Linked DNA regions of Mus musculus: regions 1, 2, 3 and 4 are each linked to region 5. The links are chromatin contacts, called in public Hi-C and HiChIP or PLAC-seq maps. All regions are on one chromosome and are shown on one strand. Each heading gives the region's core, a stretch centred on a gene start, on an enhancer-like site or on the middle of the called end of the contact. The rest is flanking DNA. Distances are from core to core; before and after follow the strand shown. Region 1 has its middle 10 kb from the start of Gm43837. Region 2 has its middle 50 kb from the start of Klf3. Region 3 has its middle 33 kb from the start of Gm43837. Region 4 has its middle 13 kb from the start of Gm31363. Region 5 has its middle 30 kb from the start of Gm3716.

Region 1 (2,700 bases), core at 190-2,689, 210 kb before region 5:
GCCACAGCACTCCTGTTCTGGTGTATCCTGAATACAAGGCCAGGATCATCCTGCTTGAGGTAACTCTACATCCGCACGATCCTGGGTGGGGTGAGAGCAGTGACTGTCAGTCAGCTTCCTGATGTGCACTCCAGAACTCTGAAGAATAATTGTAAAGGAAGGGCAGGCTGCCCAACAGCGACCGAATGGATGACTGAGGAGTGGACGACTGGGGAAGGCCCTGGAGGGCTTGAGAGAACATGGAGCTCTATGGCTTACAGACACAAGTTGGTGGATGCAGTTGTGAGTTAAGCTTGCCTTCCGAGTGACACTGACCTTGGTCATGCAAGTTGCTGGGGCTCTAAAAGAAGAAAAGATTTTAGGAAAAAGAAAAAAAAACTTTTAAGAAATGCAACATTCAGCTGAAACTTGGAAGAGGAGTCTAAACATTACTTTGGCTCGTAGCTTAGTGCACGAAAGTAGAGTGAGAGACCAGTTCGCAGAAAAGGGTTAGTTTTGAAACTCTACTGTGTGTAAAAAAGACAGCCAGAAAGCAGCTCAAGTCAACCTCATGTGTAACCGCAGCATCAGAAAAACATGAGGCAGGGGCAGTTGGCAGGAGGCATGTCTATCTGTCTTCCATCAGTCTGTCTATCTATCTATCTATCTATCTATCTATCTATCTATCTATCTATCATCACTTAACTATTACAAATTTACCCCCATGAAAGCAATAGGGGCAGAAACCTGAGTTTTGTGGGTCTCTGTTATGGTAATCTTCATTCTCACCTTGGCCGGATTCAGAATTACATAGGAGCCACTCTGTGACTGTGTTCCCCAAAGGGCTAACTGAGAAGAAAATAGCCCTAAATGTGGGAAGCACCATCTCTTAGGGTCCTGGACTGAAAAGGCAAAGTGGGGGTGAGGTGGGGTGGGGTGGGGGAGGCTGAGCACCAGCTTCCATCTCTCTGCTTCTTGACCACGGTCTCCTGCCTTGCCTTTCCTGCCACAACAGATCGCATGCTTCCCTACCAATGAACTTTTCTTCTTAGGTTTCTTTTGTTAGGGAGTCTATCAGAGCAATGAGAAACATAACAGTCTCCTGATGTCATTTTAAGTGTTATCTACAACAGGGAGAACTCTGCTGTCCCCCTCAATGACTAAGTCAGGCTTACAACTTCTGGGTTGGGTTGAGGCAATTAAAAAAAAAAAAGCCTTTGAATTGGAAAAAAAAAGCCTTCTTTCAGATTTTAGCTTTTCAAGTCTAAAGTAATAGTTAAACACCGAACCGGAGTTAACCTTAAATCTTCTCTTTTCTCTCTTGGCATTGACTCCCTCCTCCTGGAAGTCTGCCCTGGGAAGCTTGCTCCTCCTCCTCCCCTCTCTCAGCTCACCTCCTCCCCTTGCTGGGCGCCATTCCCCTGCATGCCTGGAACGCAGCCCAGCGAGGAGAGCGGTGACAGAACAAGAGTCTTCTCTCACGTGTCAGGGTGGCCCAAGCCTTTTGGGCTGGGCAGCTGGCCTCCCTGGAGAGACCTGGCAGCCCATGAAAGCTGACCCTGTCAGAGGCCTCCAGCCGGGCAGCTTTCTCTGTCTATCCCCTGACTTGGGCTGAAGAGTCTCTGTGCCTCAGGGTGGCCTTATGTGACTCCTTCCCCAGCTGCAGGGATTCTTATGGGCTAAAAACCAGCCTCTTTCCATTGAGGTCTTCTGTTCAGGCCCACAGGTCCCAAGGCCATGGTGGCCTTACCAGTGACCTTTCCCACGGGGACCCATATCTGATGTGGGGACGTCTCTTGCTCTGTCACCAGTGGTCATCACTAACATTTGAATGTCACATTACCCATCACTGTCCTATGACCACATCTACTATCTAGTGACATTAATGTTCACCGCCACCTGCAGGACAGGTGAATCTGGCAAGCTGTATCTGTGACATTGGCTCTAAACTTCTGCCTGCCGTTTGTACACCATGAGACACCACATGGATGTTTCACTTACCACTGACTCTGTTGCAGAAGCAGAAACCAGGAGAGTGAGCCTTTATAGACCAGGAAGAACTTACCATGAGGCTTTGAGCAGTTCAGGAGTATCTCTGGGTCTCAGTTTTCCCAACTAGCAAATGGGGTGGACTTGTTATCATCTGGGTCGTTTCTCACACTAAAATTCCATGACCTAACCCAGCTCTAGCATAAAGAATGGCATGGAGGGGTGTGGAACTAGAGGATGAAAGGACTGCATAGGATCGTGGCCACAGCCAGGCTCAGAGAGACTGGTATAAATGCCCCTGAAATCTTTAACATGACAAAAGGTTAAGTACATACTTAAAATGCCTTGAAATCTAGGTCTTTGATAATTGCTTCTTTTTAGCTCTAAAGAGAAGGCTCAATAACAGGAGAGGCTTCAGCACATTGTTTCAAGCGAGACCCTTAAAACATTTGCTCTTCTGACTCATTAACTCCGCACCAGAAATAGATTCAAAGAACCCATCAGAAGCATACACAAAGATTTATTCACAGGAGTGTGATTCATGGTCATCTTCATGGTAGTATAAACTACAAGCTACTCCTTTTATTCCATCTGTGCTCACAGGATACATCCTCAGAGAGGGTTTCCAACTGCACCTGCGTCAGGTCTGGGGAGATGGCTCTGTTGGCAACCTGCTTGCTGTATAAGTGTGAGGACAGGAATTTGGTCCCCTAGAGCACATGTTAAAAACAA
Region 2 (2,795 bases), core at 88-2,587, 170 kb after region 5:
CACCTGTAGCCCCAGCTACTCAGGAGGCTGAGACAGAAGGATTGCATATTAGAGTCTGAGACCATACCAGGGAGTGGTGGCAAACACTTTTAATCCCAGCATTTGGGAGGCAGAGGCAGGCAGGTCTCTGTGAGTTTGAGGCCAGCCTGGTCTACAGAGTGAGTTCCAGGACAGCCAGGGCTACCCAGAGAAACCTCAAATACACAAACAAAGAAACAAACAAACAACAAAAGTCTGAGGCTAGGTAGACAACATTGCAAGACCATGTCTGCTGAAACAACAACCAAACCACACTAATACCGAAACAAACAAGGTTCTATCCCCTCTCCTAGGGGACATAACACTGGAATAGGAGAACATAGCACATAGTTGTTTAACTGTAGTTTTGTTTGTTTATTTGTTTTTCTCTAAAGAAAGTAGTTTAGAGGTTAGAAAAATGGCTTACATGACACCTTGAGTTCTGTCCCCAGGACCCACATCAGGTGACTCACAACCCCCTGACCCACACTTCTAACATTTTTGGGTACCTATACATACAAGCCATATACTCACATAGACTCACATTAATTAATTAATTAGTTAATTAATTAAGATTAAATACATTTGAAAATATTTAAAAAGAGTGGAGCTTATGATGGACCTATGATGGTAGTGTTAACTTCTGTCAATTTATCATTTATGTAGGAAACACCAAAACCATAAAGTCATATATTGAGTATGTCACATATAATACACATGGTACAGAGATGGATCAATGACCTGAGCTTGTCTAATTAGCCTCAGTTGAATTATAATATCTCTAATCTTCCCTACTCCATTACAAGGTGATACACTGATATTCAATATAAGCCCATACACACATATATGCTTATGTAATATAAGCATACGTGTGCATTTATATATGTGTATCACATTGAAACCACCTGATACCTCCAAGTCTCCCCTTCAGCTGAACAAGTTAGTTCACTGGGCATTCAGGGAACAGATCCTGAGCCCTCTTGGGCCACACACATTGTTTGCTCAACCTGTAAACATGTAATTATTTAACTTGCCTTCTAAAATAGCACCACGCCCTGGATATGATGCAAACTCCAGCATTACAAGATAAGTTCTGTCTCAAGTTTCTGCTCGTTAACAGTGCCTGAAGTATTTGCTCATAGGCTCGGGGGCCGAGGCAGAAGTAAACAGTCAGGCCAGCACTACAGGGATGCCCGGGTTACAAAACCCACTTTCTTCTATTGTGAAATCAATGAATGAAGTTCAGAGGGACTCCTGGACAGATGGCTTCATCCCACACCACACTGGTCAAAAGACACCTCTGGCCACCTTCCTGACCCCAATACCCAGGTCATTCTCCCTGCCCCTGGTATCCGTGGCAAGCCTGGGCAACCTCCCAGCAGGGCCTCTTCTATTGCATGTCTTTTGTCTGCATCCGGTCCAATGGATGACATCAACCTGCTTTCCTCCAATAGGCATTGCTCTCCAAGGGCCTTCACATGGGGGGTTGACCTGCCTGGACTTTCTGATCTTTAAAACTACAAAAATCACCCCCCCCCTTTTTTGGTGTGGCTCCTTCTCTAATTAAACAAAACACAATGTCCTGGACATGAGCCTCTGTACTTTGGTACCATCTGATTTTGGGTATCTTGCCTCCTCCCCCACTACCTCAAATATACTCAGTACCAGGTGATACAATGGAGTGGTCAAGAGCAAAACCCAGAGTACTAGAGGGAGAGAGTTGGACACTTGGCATTTGCTTTCTTCCCTTGCATTTGACAGATGGATGGGTGGACGGGTGGCTGGATTGATGGAAGAATGCTTTGCTAAGGTGTTTAGACCAGTGCCCGGAGGACAGTAAGTCCTATTGTATGTGACATTAGATGTTGGTTCCCATCTGCTTCAAGGTTTGGGAGACCATAAGGAGATGGGGGCTCTCTCTGTGGTAATCAGAGAAGGTGTGCTTTAGCGGCTACAGATATACTATACTGGCCAGTTGTCCCCTTAAGGAATGTGGCCCAATGTGACCAGTTCTTCCTGTTTTCAAGTGGCAAAATCCTAATCTCTAGATTAAAAAAGAGAGAGAGAAAGATCTTATTTGTATTATGTGTGTGTGCATATGCAAAGGTCCTCAGAGGTTGGATCCCCTGGGGCTAGAGTTACAGGTATTCATGAGTTGCCTTGCCTGTTGTGGGTGTAAGGATCCAGACTCCAGTCCTCTACAAGAGTAGCAATCACTTTTAACCCCATCTCTCCAGCCTCCTGATCGCTAGACTTTAAATAGTTGGTTTCCACTTTAAAATATTAGTATTAAGAGCTGAGGAACTTGTCCTGTAAAGTGCTTGCTGTATAAGCATATTTTCACACACACACACACACACACACACGCCCATATCCACATCAAAAACTAGCACCATGATGTGCATCTGCAAGTCCCTTGCTGGGGAGTCAGAGATGGTTCCCTGCTGCTCTCTGAACAACCAACCTAGCCTAAGTGTAAGTCTCTGAGAAATTATACCCAAGACTGACCTCTGGCCTCCATATACAAACACACAGAGAATATTAGTGCCCCAGCCAAGGAAGGTACATCTAAAGGCAAACAGAGCCCTTTAGTTTCCACAGTGTGGCCTCTGGCATGGCTGGATCTATGATGTCAGTATTACTACTTTTCTGTTTATTGTTTGTGCTTATTCCTCAGTGAACAACCTGTGCTGGATAGTTTTATGTCAACCTGACACGAGCTAAAGTCATCTGAAAGGAAGGAACCTCATAAGATGAACAAGTGATATGGAAGTATA
Region 3 (2,700 bases), core at 38-2,537, 170 kb before region 5:
ACCTAGCACTGCAAAGAATCGAACAGCTAAAATGTTAATGTTTCAGGGCCAATACATTTATAATATTGTATAGTGGGTTTTTTTTTGTTTGTTTTTGTTTTAGTTTTTTCTAACATTTTGGATATAAGAATGTCTTTCAACACCTCGTGCTTTATAATCAGCATTAGCTATTTCCAGTGCTTATTTCCCTTCCCAACCTCATACTCAGAGTGTTTGTAGGTAAAGATGGGCTATCGAGTTTACTTGCTGTGGGTGTTGGAAGTCCTGAGTGTCACAGGCAGGCTGTAGGGTCAGTGGCAGTAACTGGGACTAGGGTTGTCTGGTCATTGTGTGGAACACCGGTGTGGACAGCTTAGCATTGTGAGAGGGAAGGAATCTGATGGGGGTCTGGCCTGTGGCCATATATTCTCTGAGTTGCTGATTTAGGAGGCCTAAGTGGAGGAGGCTCAGCGTGCTGCGTACACCTTCTTCATCCCTGGGTGCTACACCCCTGCCTCCTGGTTGCTTTCTGGACACAATGGCTCCTTCTAAGCCATTCTTAACTTGGAGTTCACTATATGGAAGCCATATGGCATGCCTAAAGCCATGCCTTGTGTTCATATGACATTTATATCTTCTTTCCTGAACATTCTTACAAATCATTGTTTTATGTGAGTGAGTGCTTTGCCTACATGTGCGTTCCCACAGAGGCCAGACAAGAGTGTTGGGTCCCCCAAAACTGGAGTTAGAGATGGTGTGGGTTACCATGTAGATGCTGAGACTCAAACCTAGATCCTTGGGAAGAAAGCTGGTGCTCTTAACTGCTGCACCATCTCGCCAGCCCCGTTCCCCCAAATTTTTAAATAGCGTCTGTAGAACCCCTCAGCATGGTCATGACTTAATTTGGATGTAACATTTTCGGCTGCTGTCACGTGACAGTCTCTCCCTCGGGCCCATGGACGAGCGGCGTCCACGAGTATAGGATAATATTATGACAAGGAAGTTAAAAGCACAGGAAATGAAAACAATATAGTAGCCTGTTCTGAAGATCCCGAGCAGGACTGACTTCAGAGCCGTTAGGGTCTATTTGTAAAAGCATAGGCTGTCCAAGCACAAAACAATCAGTGCAGAAACCCATAACTGCCACGCCCAGAAAGCAGCATGCCCGGAAGGGTAGGAGGAAGCCTTTGGACTCTTTCCTGAAGTGGGCCTGTGCTGGAGGGACGAAGGCTGTAGATGGTGCAGAGGTTGTGTTTGGCTGGCTGAATTCCAGCACAGCTGAGGGCTAGTTAGACTCTGTAAAGGTTTCTTTCTCCTTCGCTTCCTCTTACTGGGTGCTGGCTTAGCACATGTTGTGAGGGTATTTATTTTTGACTCGATGGTAACTGTTTCAGGAAGTCTGAGGATGTGAACAAGATTGACAGCTGTAGAAAGTTCCAGGAAACATACCAACCAGGCACGTTCTTGGGGTTATAGGATGTGCCATACCAAAGAGGCTGTAGGGGGTCTCATCAAAAACAAGCAAATGAACAAAACAAGACTGAAGTGGTTTACAAAGCAATAACAGAATCCAGAGTGTCTAAATAATGGTCCCTATAGGAGGAGCATCTTGGAATTTTAGAAGCATTGGCTACACACAGCAAATATTCCCTCCACAATGGAGTAAACAGAGTTAAGCAGAGGCCGGATGTTTTTGGAGGAGTTTATAGTCAGTATATTGGTTTGCTGGTTAGTTTTGTCACCAGCTTGACACAACCTAGTTGAAGAGTTGCAAAATCAGCCTGGCCGGTGGACTTTATTTCAGTTGCTAATTGCTTGCTATAGATGGGGCCAAATTATCTTCCCGAGGTAAGAGGTCCTGGACTGCAGAAGAAAACTAGCTAAGCATGAGCCTGTGAGCAAACCAGAGAACAAGCTAGAAAGCAGCGTCACTCCATGGACTCTGCTTCAAGCTCCTGCGCTGAGCTCCTCGCCCCGACCTCCCTGGATGGGGCTGGGATCTCTGAGATGAAATTAGCTCTTTTTTTTCTCACCTAGAGGTGTGTCTCCTTGCTGCCCTAAGTCCTGTCAAGATGATAATGAAGATTAACCATCACTTTTGCCCCGTCTCTGTAGAACATCAGCTACCTAGCTCTAAAATCTATTCTATAGACTGAGATTTCCTTGGCTGTTGAGGAAACCGCGACCCACCGAGGAGCTGGGATTTGCAGCAGAGAGGCTACAGCAGTACATACCAGAGGTAAGATGTTAACCAGTTCTCTCCTTCCTAGCCTCCTTCCTCCACACCCAGAAGAGGGGTGAATGTCAGCTGATTCTAGCCTGGTGTGCTCTGCAGACACATCCTAGGGATGGAAATGTGGAGGACTCTGGGAAGCCCAGGCCCACAGGAACTGCAAAGGTGAGACTGGAGTGATAAGCCATGCTTGTTGCTCCTGATTGCAGAGAGTAACTCGTAGAGAGAAAGGCTTGTTTGGGTATACAGTTGGGGAGATTTCAGTCATGACTGGTTGACAATGAGGTCAATCATGGTGGTGTCTGATGGGAGCAAAGACATCCACCCCACAGAAGGGATGCAAACAAGAGACAAAGGTCCTATGTTTCTATTCAAGGCCTACAATAACTGGTTTCTATCTCTCCATCCTCTTTCAACATCACCATGTTGGGGGACAAAGCCTTTAACACAGCAGTTCTCAACCTGTGGGGTGTGACCCCTGAGGGACT
Region 4 (2,700 bases), core at 94-2,593, 140 kb before region 5:
TGATGAAATGGAAGCTGGTCCCCCTGCCACACACTTGCTAAAGGAAACTTTTGGAGGGAGAATTGCTTTTGTATATTCTTGTACAGAAGATCTTTTGGGACATCATGACCTGTTGAAGATAAGACCCCAGTAGGAACTGGCACATCCTCCATTGGGGACACATTCCTCAGGCCCTGTGTTGCAGGAGGCCATCGTGACATGCCAGCACTTTCTGCGGCTTCCTTCCCACAACCTTATGGGAGTCTGCTTTGCCCACAGATGTGTGCTTGCCGTCTAGCTCGGTGTCTGGCACATGGGAGGAGTTCAACAAATATTTGTTAAGTGAATACATGGAAAATACTGGAACACTAAAAGTCTGCTCTTGCCAGGAGAATTTCAAAGCCCTTTTATATTAACAAATGTAAGAACTCCAAAATCGCCGAGCATTTGTGGATCTGAGAGGAAGGGAGGCTGGGTGCCCACAGGGTTTTGGCAGCAGTGTTGAATGTCTGGGAGCAGAGGTGGCAGGTGTGGTGGCCAGCCCAGCCCTGCAGTGGCATTAGCCTGGGGCTGGTCAGATGCTGTAGTGTATCCATCAGAATTTTAGTGAGGAGCTGATGGCATGTTCACGCTGGCTCAGTTCAGGAGGGTTTAAAGGATGTCTTATAAGAATGACCAGGGTGTAGTAAAGCCACCAGAGGGTGGAAGAAAGTCTGAGTGATATCCAATAGGGCTCTTACCATCCCCGGGGCTGAGAAGGATGGAGTGGATTTGGGGGCTTGGGGGAGGGGCTGCCTTGTAAAGAAGCAATGGCCATCCTGTAACAACATTTATAGAGGACCCTAAGAGAGCTCTCCCTGACTCACTTCCTATCTCAAGGTTTCCTGTTGTGCTTACCCAACAAGGTTCCTAAACCCGGTGGAGTCCAGTTGTAGCAAGTCATCCAGGGCATCTATGGGTGGGGAAGGGGGATCAGGGGTGTGACAGGGATGCAGGCCCTGCAGGAGATTCTGACTGCAGAGTACAGCTCGTGAAGTCACTATTGGTCACGTGAACTGAAATTAGAAAGCACAGAAGTGTCAGGATGCGTAGGGCTGAAACTGACGCAGGGTGGAGTGCCGGGCGGGGCTGGGAGCTCACTCACTCAGGGTGCACACACTTCATCCTTATTAATGATCTGTATGATACGATCGTCTTGCGGGAGATTGGCCAGGATGATCAGATGACAAGGTGTTACAACCCCTTGGAGAGAGAAACTAATGAAAGACTTGTCAGTGGAAAATGCCCCTGGACTTAAGGACAGGATCTAACAGATGAGAGCTGGCAGCGTGGGGCAGTGTGATTCAAAGCACACACATCTTTCAGGAGGCAGAAAACAGGAAGGGCAAGCTGTAAGCATCCATGGGTAAGACAGAGGGGAACTGGGCACGAGAAGCGCCAAGCTTGCTGGGGATTTTGATAGAAGAAAAAAAAAAAAATCTGTGCTGGGTGATTCATTCAAAGAGTGCACCTGTTTGCCTGGCGACCTTGGGGTTAATGACTCAGGCCTGAGAAAGAAGGACACAGAATTCAATCTACATAATGTAGGATGTCCTAATGAAGGTCACTCAGAAAACTCAAAGTAGATGGATAACTTCCTGGAACAAAACTAAAATAGACATTTCCCTTTCTGTTTATTCGTTGAACAGAGTCTTGCTGTATAGCTCCGGCTGGCTTGGAACCCCCATGATTTTCCTGTCTCAAGCTCCCAAATGCTGGGATGACAGAAGTGAGCCATCACTTCGGTTTCTTCCACATTTTTACCACTCTCATTGACTTGCAATTTGACTTCAAAGACTGTAAGCTACAGGACGAGCCTCTAAGCTATGCCTGAAAAGACATCTCCTTAGCCAGGCCTTTGTGACACACCCCTTTGATCTCAGTACTTGGGAGGCTGAGATAGATGGATCTCTGAGTTCAAGGCCAGCCTGCTCTACAGAGGAAGTTCTAGGACAGCCAGGGCTACACAGAGAAATGCTGTCTCAAAAATAAAAGTAAAAAAATTAAAAAGAGAGAAGAAAAGATACTCCTTGTAAAATCTGTTGTAATGGCTCCAAGATACAAGTGGCCCGCAAACTGAGTGCAAAAAAGTAGTTAAAAAACAAAACAAAAGTGCTGACTGTTAAAAACTAAATGTTATAAAGAATTTTAATAACATGTTAAATGTGTTTTGAGATATGCAAGTCTACCATCTCATTCTAGTTACATGCATGCACACATGCATGAACATGCATGCATAGAGGCATACATGCGCACACACACACACACACACACACACGAACACACACCAAAGTGGATGTGTAAGATCACCATGAAATCATTAAAGATGATCAAACATGATTTAGAAATGATGCCAATTTTTGTCTGTCTTTCCTTCCTCTTTGCTTCCTTCCTTTTCTCTTCCTGTCATTTCTTTCCTCTCCATTCTCTCTTTTAAAACAAACAAACAAAAAGGTCTCATGTAGTTCAGGCCAGCCTGGAGCAAAGGCTGGCTTTGAACCTCTAATCCTCTTGCCTTCGACTACCAAGTGCTGGTATTACAGGCAATAATACCCCTATGCCTGGTTGTCCCCACCCCACCCCCCCGCCCTTATTAACACTCCCTAAATCTCTACAGTGGCCGCACAATCCTTTGTAGCATGAGAGTCACCTGTTCTAATCCCCAGTCTTTTCTCATCTCTC
Region 5 (2,854 bases), core at 253-2,752:
TGTAATCCCTGCACTTGGGAGGCTGAGACAAGAGGATGCCAAGTTCAAAGCCAGCTGCTTCCATAGGGGGAATCTGTCTGATAACAAAACAACAACACACACACCACTACCACCACACACACACATACAGAGTTACTGGCTCATTTGATTGCTGTTACTGTTGCTGTTTGCACGCAGCATCTCTCCTGTGAGTGAGTGAGGTGAATCTGGACCCTGACCTGGCCACCCTTACTTTCAGAGCTCTGAGCAGGTCTGTAGCAGATCCCAATTTGCAAGGCTGGTGAAGGAACAGAGGGTAAGAAGTGATTCCTGCGTCTGCCCTTTGCCCCCTCCGAGGTCACATTGCTTAATGAATCTAGCTGAAAAAAAAAAAAAAACAGTTGAGTGTTGGGAGAGTCGCAGCATCCATGTGTCTTCATAAAGTACCTGTCTCTATACAACAGGCCACTTTCTTCTAATAAAAAGCTCATAAGACAGGCAACTGGACGTGTGGATCTCCAAGCTTACAGAATGAACTCGAACTTGAAAGAGATCCAGCCCATAACGACATTTATTATTTTTAGAGCATTACCTAGTCATTTTGATTAATTCTCTTAGAGTACTTTTCCCTCAAGCTCCCTAGGGGGAGGAGGGTGTGTTGGGGGGAGGGGGGAGGTCTAACGAGACTGTAAAAATACAAATTTAACCTCGGTGAGGAGTTGACATGTTTAGAACTGTAACATGGCAAATCATTGTGAAATCTTCTAATGGGTGCCCGTCCCCTGCCAAACAAGCCCAGCACCCAAAGCACACAAAGAAATCATTGAAAGACACTGGACCGTGTCCAAAAGGCCAGGGCTAATGTTTCACCTAATCTCCCTCCTGGTCTCTCCTGCCTACTGCCGGCCCCACCCACAGGATCCGCACTGGAGAGCTCCCCGCAGCTGCTCCGGGGCATTTACACCCTCTCACCCCACAGCAGCAGGAGGAAAACCATTATGAAGCCAGCAATATAAAAGGGGAAAGATGCGTGGAGGGGGGAGGTGGGAGCTGATGGAGGCAGCGCCTGTTTTCTGGCAGGGTTGCTATGCTTGGGGTGGGGCCAGGAAGAAGGCCCAAATGGGGCCAGAGGTGACCCTGGTTCACGTTTCCTAGGACACTGCAACTTAGGGTAGAAGTGCCTAGGAGCTGGTAACAACAGGGCTTGTTTTTTGTTTTGTTAAGTTCAATTTGTTTCCAACTCTTCTTATCTTGGCTCTGTCTTGGGCATCACAGACTCCAGAGCTTTGCAGGCACAGGGTGGGGTAGGGTGGGGCTGAGTCATTCTTTCTTTCTTTTCTCTTAAAGGGATAGGACTAGGGACGCCTCTTTGAATGCCTGTGGTTTGCTCAGATGTGATGGCAGTCCTTAGTAAAATACTCCGACCAGGCAAGAGTTCTTTTTTCTCTTTGAGGGAGGCTTTCACAGAGATGGCCACCAACAAATTCTAAGGGCAGAAAGGATGTTTGCTGGGAGGACTTTGGACCTGTAAGATAACCCTGATGTTAATCATTATTTCAGCTGGCCAGAGCTGGCCTTGAACTTCTGGACTTGCTAAGTTGAATATGAAGAAATAAATCCAGTCCGGTTGGTTGTAGTGGATGTTTTTAATTCCAGCACTCAGAGGCCGAGGCAGGCTGATCTCTGCAAATTCCAGGACAGCCAGAGCTACACAAAGAAACCCTGTCTTGAAAAGCCAAAAATAAAAAAAAAAATAAAATAAAATAAAATAAAGAAATAGATCCCTTTTAAAAATGAGCATTGATGTAAATGTGAACCTCAGGATTTGTCAAAATTTGTCTGGGAAAAGTATTATGCTTAATATAGGGGCTGTCCAGGTTTGGGAGTCACAGGCCCAGCTGGAATCTCAGCTCCATCATTTCCAGGCCTGTGGCTGTGGCCCATATCTACAGCCTCAGTTCCCCATCTCTAGTAAGGGCAGTGATAGCCTCTGGCTCCCCAAGAGTTCCTTCAGCTGCTCCGGCATCTCAACAGATGTGTATGGCTTGTGCACCCTCCTCCAATCCACAGAGGACATGTGCGCTTCAGCCAGCAAGGAACAAAGGAAAAAAAGTTCAGCCCCTTCCTTGCAGCTTTGTATGGATCGAGAAGTAGCTTCAAACACACAGGACCCAGACACCCTAAGGCTCTTTCTCTTGTTTACTTATTTTTTTATTTTATTTTTCCATTCCATAGCCCTCACTGTGTGATAAGCGCCTTCTGAGCGCTTGACAGAGGTTGACTCCGCCCACCTTTCACCAGTTGCCTATGAAATGCACAGTCTGGGGATTCTTGTTTTGCAGGGGAGGAAACAAACACAGCTTATGGTCCAGGGACATGGCACAAGGGTCTCACCAGTCAAGACTTGAACCCAGGCAACCTAAGCCCTTGTCTTTGTGGGGATTGTGGGCAACTGTTTATTTGGTGAGGGCAACCAAAGGTCTCTCTGTATGAGATACCCAGGCTAGCTCTGCACAGCCTAGAAAATATTATTACTGAAGTTGTCAAAGTCTTCACTGATAAACATTCATAGCCAGAACCTCGGACCAGAAGGACCAGATGAGGTCAGCGGAACAGAGAAGCTGGTTCCCAGCCCTGTGGCTCGCTGCCCATCGCTCCACTCCCACCAGGAGGCGGCTGCAGCCTCTTCTCTGGTCTCCCCCTCAGCCTTTTGGCTCAGTTGACTGTGAATTTGCTGATGGTTGCAGCCTGAGTAGGTGGAGGGTGGCGGGAAGGAGAAAACATCGAAGGAGTCAAGGATAAAGGAAACAACTGGTTTTTAAATTCCAGTGGTTATAAAATCAGTAGCTGGCCATGGCAGACATTGCAAAAGTGG

What was found. Hi-C and Micro-C count contacts between places; a contact is called where the count stands out from the background. HiChIP or PLAC-seq counts read pairs in DNA pulled down with a chosen protein or histone mark.
Region 1: a contact with region 5 is called in a Hi-C map of uterus, with 2.6 times the contacts expected there. The contact joins two enhancer-like sites. A contact is called at or near these places in 9 of 484 Hi-C or Micro-C datasets (embryonic stem cells, muscle stem cells, pancreatic cancer cells and 3 more), 2 of 115 datasets of contacts at active chromatin or transcription factors (embryonic stem cells and pancreatic cancer cells) and 1 of 9 other capture datasets (embryonic stem cells).
Region 2: a contact with region 5 is called in a Hi-C map of liver, with 3 times the contacts expected there. The contact joins two enhancer-like sites. A contact is called at or near these places in 1 of 15 datasets of contacts at CTCF or cohesin (the NIH/3T3 cell line), 11 of 484 Hi-C or Micro-C datasets (the N1E-115 cell line, bone marrow-derived macrophages, liver and 3 more), 2 of 115 datasets of contacts at active chromatin or transcription factors (embryonic stem cells and pancreatic cancer cells) and 1 of 9 other capture datasets (embryonic stem cells).
Region 3: an H3K27ac HiChIP or PLAC-seq map of embryonic stem cells shows a contact between it and region 5, with 8 read pairs. The contact joins two enhancer-like sites. A contact is called at or near these places in 1 of 484 Hi-C or Micro-C datasets (nephron progenitors), 4 of 115 datasets of contacts at active chromatin or transcription factors (embryonic stem cells, intestinal crypt epithelium, intestinal villus epithelium and 1 more) and 1 of 9 other capture datasets (embryonic stem cells).
Region 4: a Hi-C map of myocytes shows a contact between it and region 5, with 2.5 times the contacts expected there. The contact joins two enhancer-like sites. A contact is called at or near these places in 1 of 15 datasets of contacts at CTCF or cohesin (the NIH/3T3 cell line), 4 of 484 Hi-C or Micro-C datasets (embryonic stem cells and myocytes) and 2 of 115 datasets of contacts at active chromatin or transcription factors (embryonic stem cells and pancreatic cancer cells).

Annotation. Positions count from the first base shown.
Region 1 is chr5:64,366,197-64,368,896 of GRCm38.p6, forward strand. No RefSeq gene overlaps it. Among named protein-coding and RNA genes, the nearest start is that of Gm43837, 10 kb to the right of the region's middle. Within about 2 kb of position 1,440, at least 85 of the 459 cell types and tissues checked have an H3K27ac peak or open chromatin away from gene starts, as enhancers often do. A contact at or near this core is called in muscle stem cells, pancreatic cancer cells and uterus, where this site is marked.
Region 2 is chr5:64,752,149-64,754,943 of GRCm38.p6, forward strand. No RefSeq gene overlaps it. Among named protein-coding and RNA genes, the nearest start is that of Klf3, 50 kb to the right of the region's middle. Within about 2 kb of position 1,338, at least 32 of the 459 cell types and tissues checked have an H3K27ac peak or open chromatin away from gene starts, as enhancers often do. A contact at or near this core is called in liver and pancreatic cancer cells, where this site is marked.
Region 3 is chr5:64,409,599-64,412,298 of GRCm38.p6, forward strand. No RefSeq gene overlaps it. Among named protein-coding and RNA genes, the nearest start is that of Gm43837, 33 kb to the left of the region's middle. Within about 2 kb of position 1,288, at least 66 of the 459 cell types and tissues checked have an H3K27ac peak or open chromatin away from gene starts, as enhancers often do. A contact at or near this core is called in embryonic stem cells, intestinal crypt epithelium and intestinal villus epithelium, where this site is marked.
Region 4 is chr5:64,437,513-64,440,212 of GRCm38.p6, forward strand. No RefSeq gene overlaps it. Among named protein-coding and RNA genes, the nearest start is that of Gm31363, 13 kb to the right of the region's middle. Within about 2 kb of position 1,344, at least 52 of the 459 cell types and tissues checked have an H3K27ac peak or open chromatin away from gene starts, as enhancers often do. A contact at or near this core is called in myocytes, where this site is marked.
Region 5 is chr5:64,578,994-64,581,847 of GRCm38.p6, forward strand. No RefSeq gene overlaps it. Among named protein-coding and RNA genes, the nearest start is that of Gm3716, 30 kb to the right of the region's middle. Within about 2 kb of position 1,503, at least 188 of the 459 cell types and tissues checked have an H3K27ac peak or open chromatin away from gene starts, as enhancers often do. A contact at or near this core is called in embryonic stem cells, intestinal crypt epithelium, intestinal villus epithelium and 5 more, where this site is marked.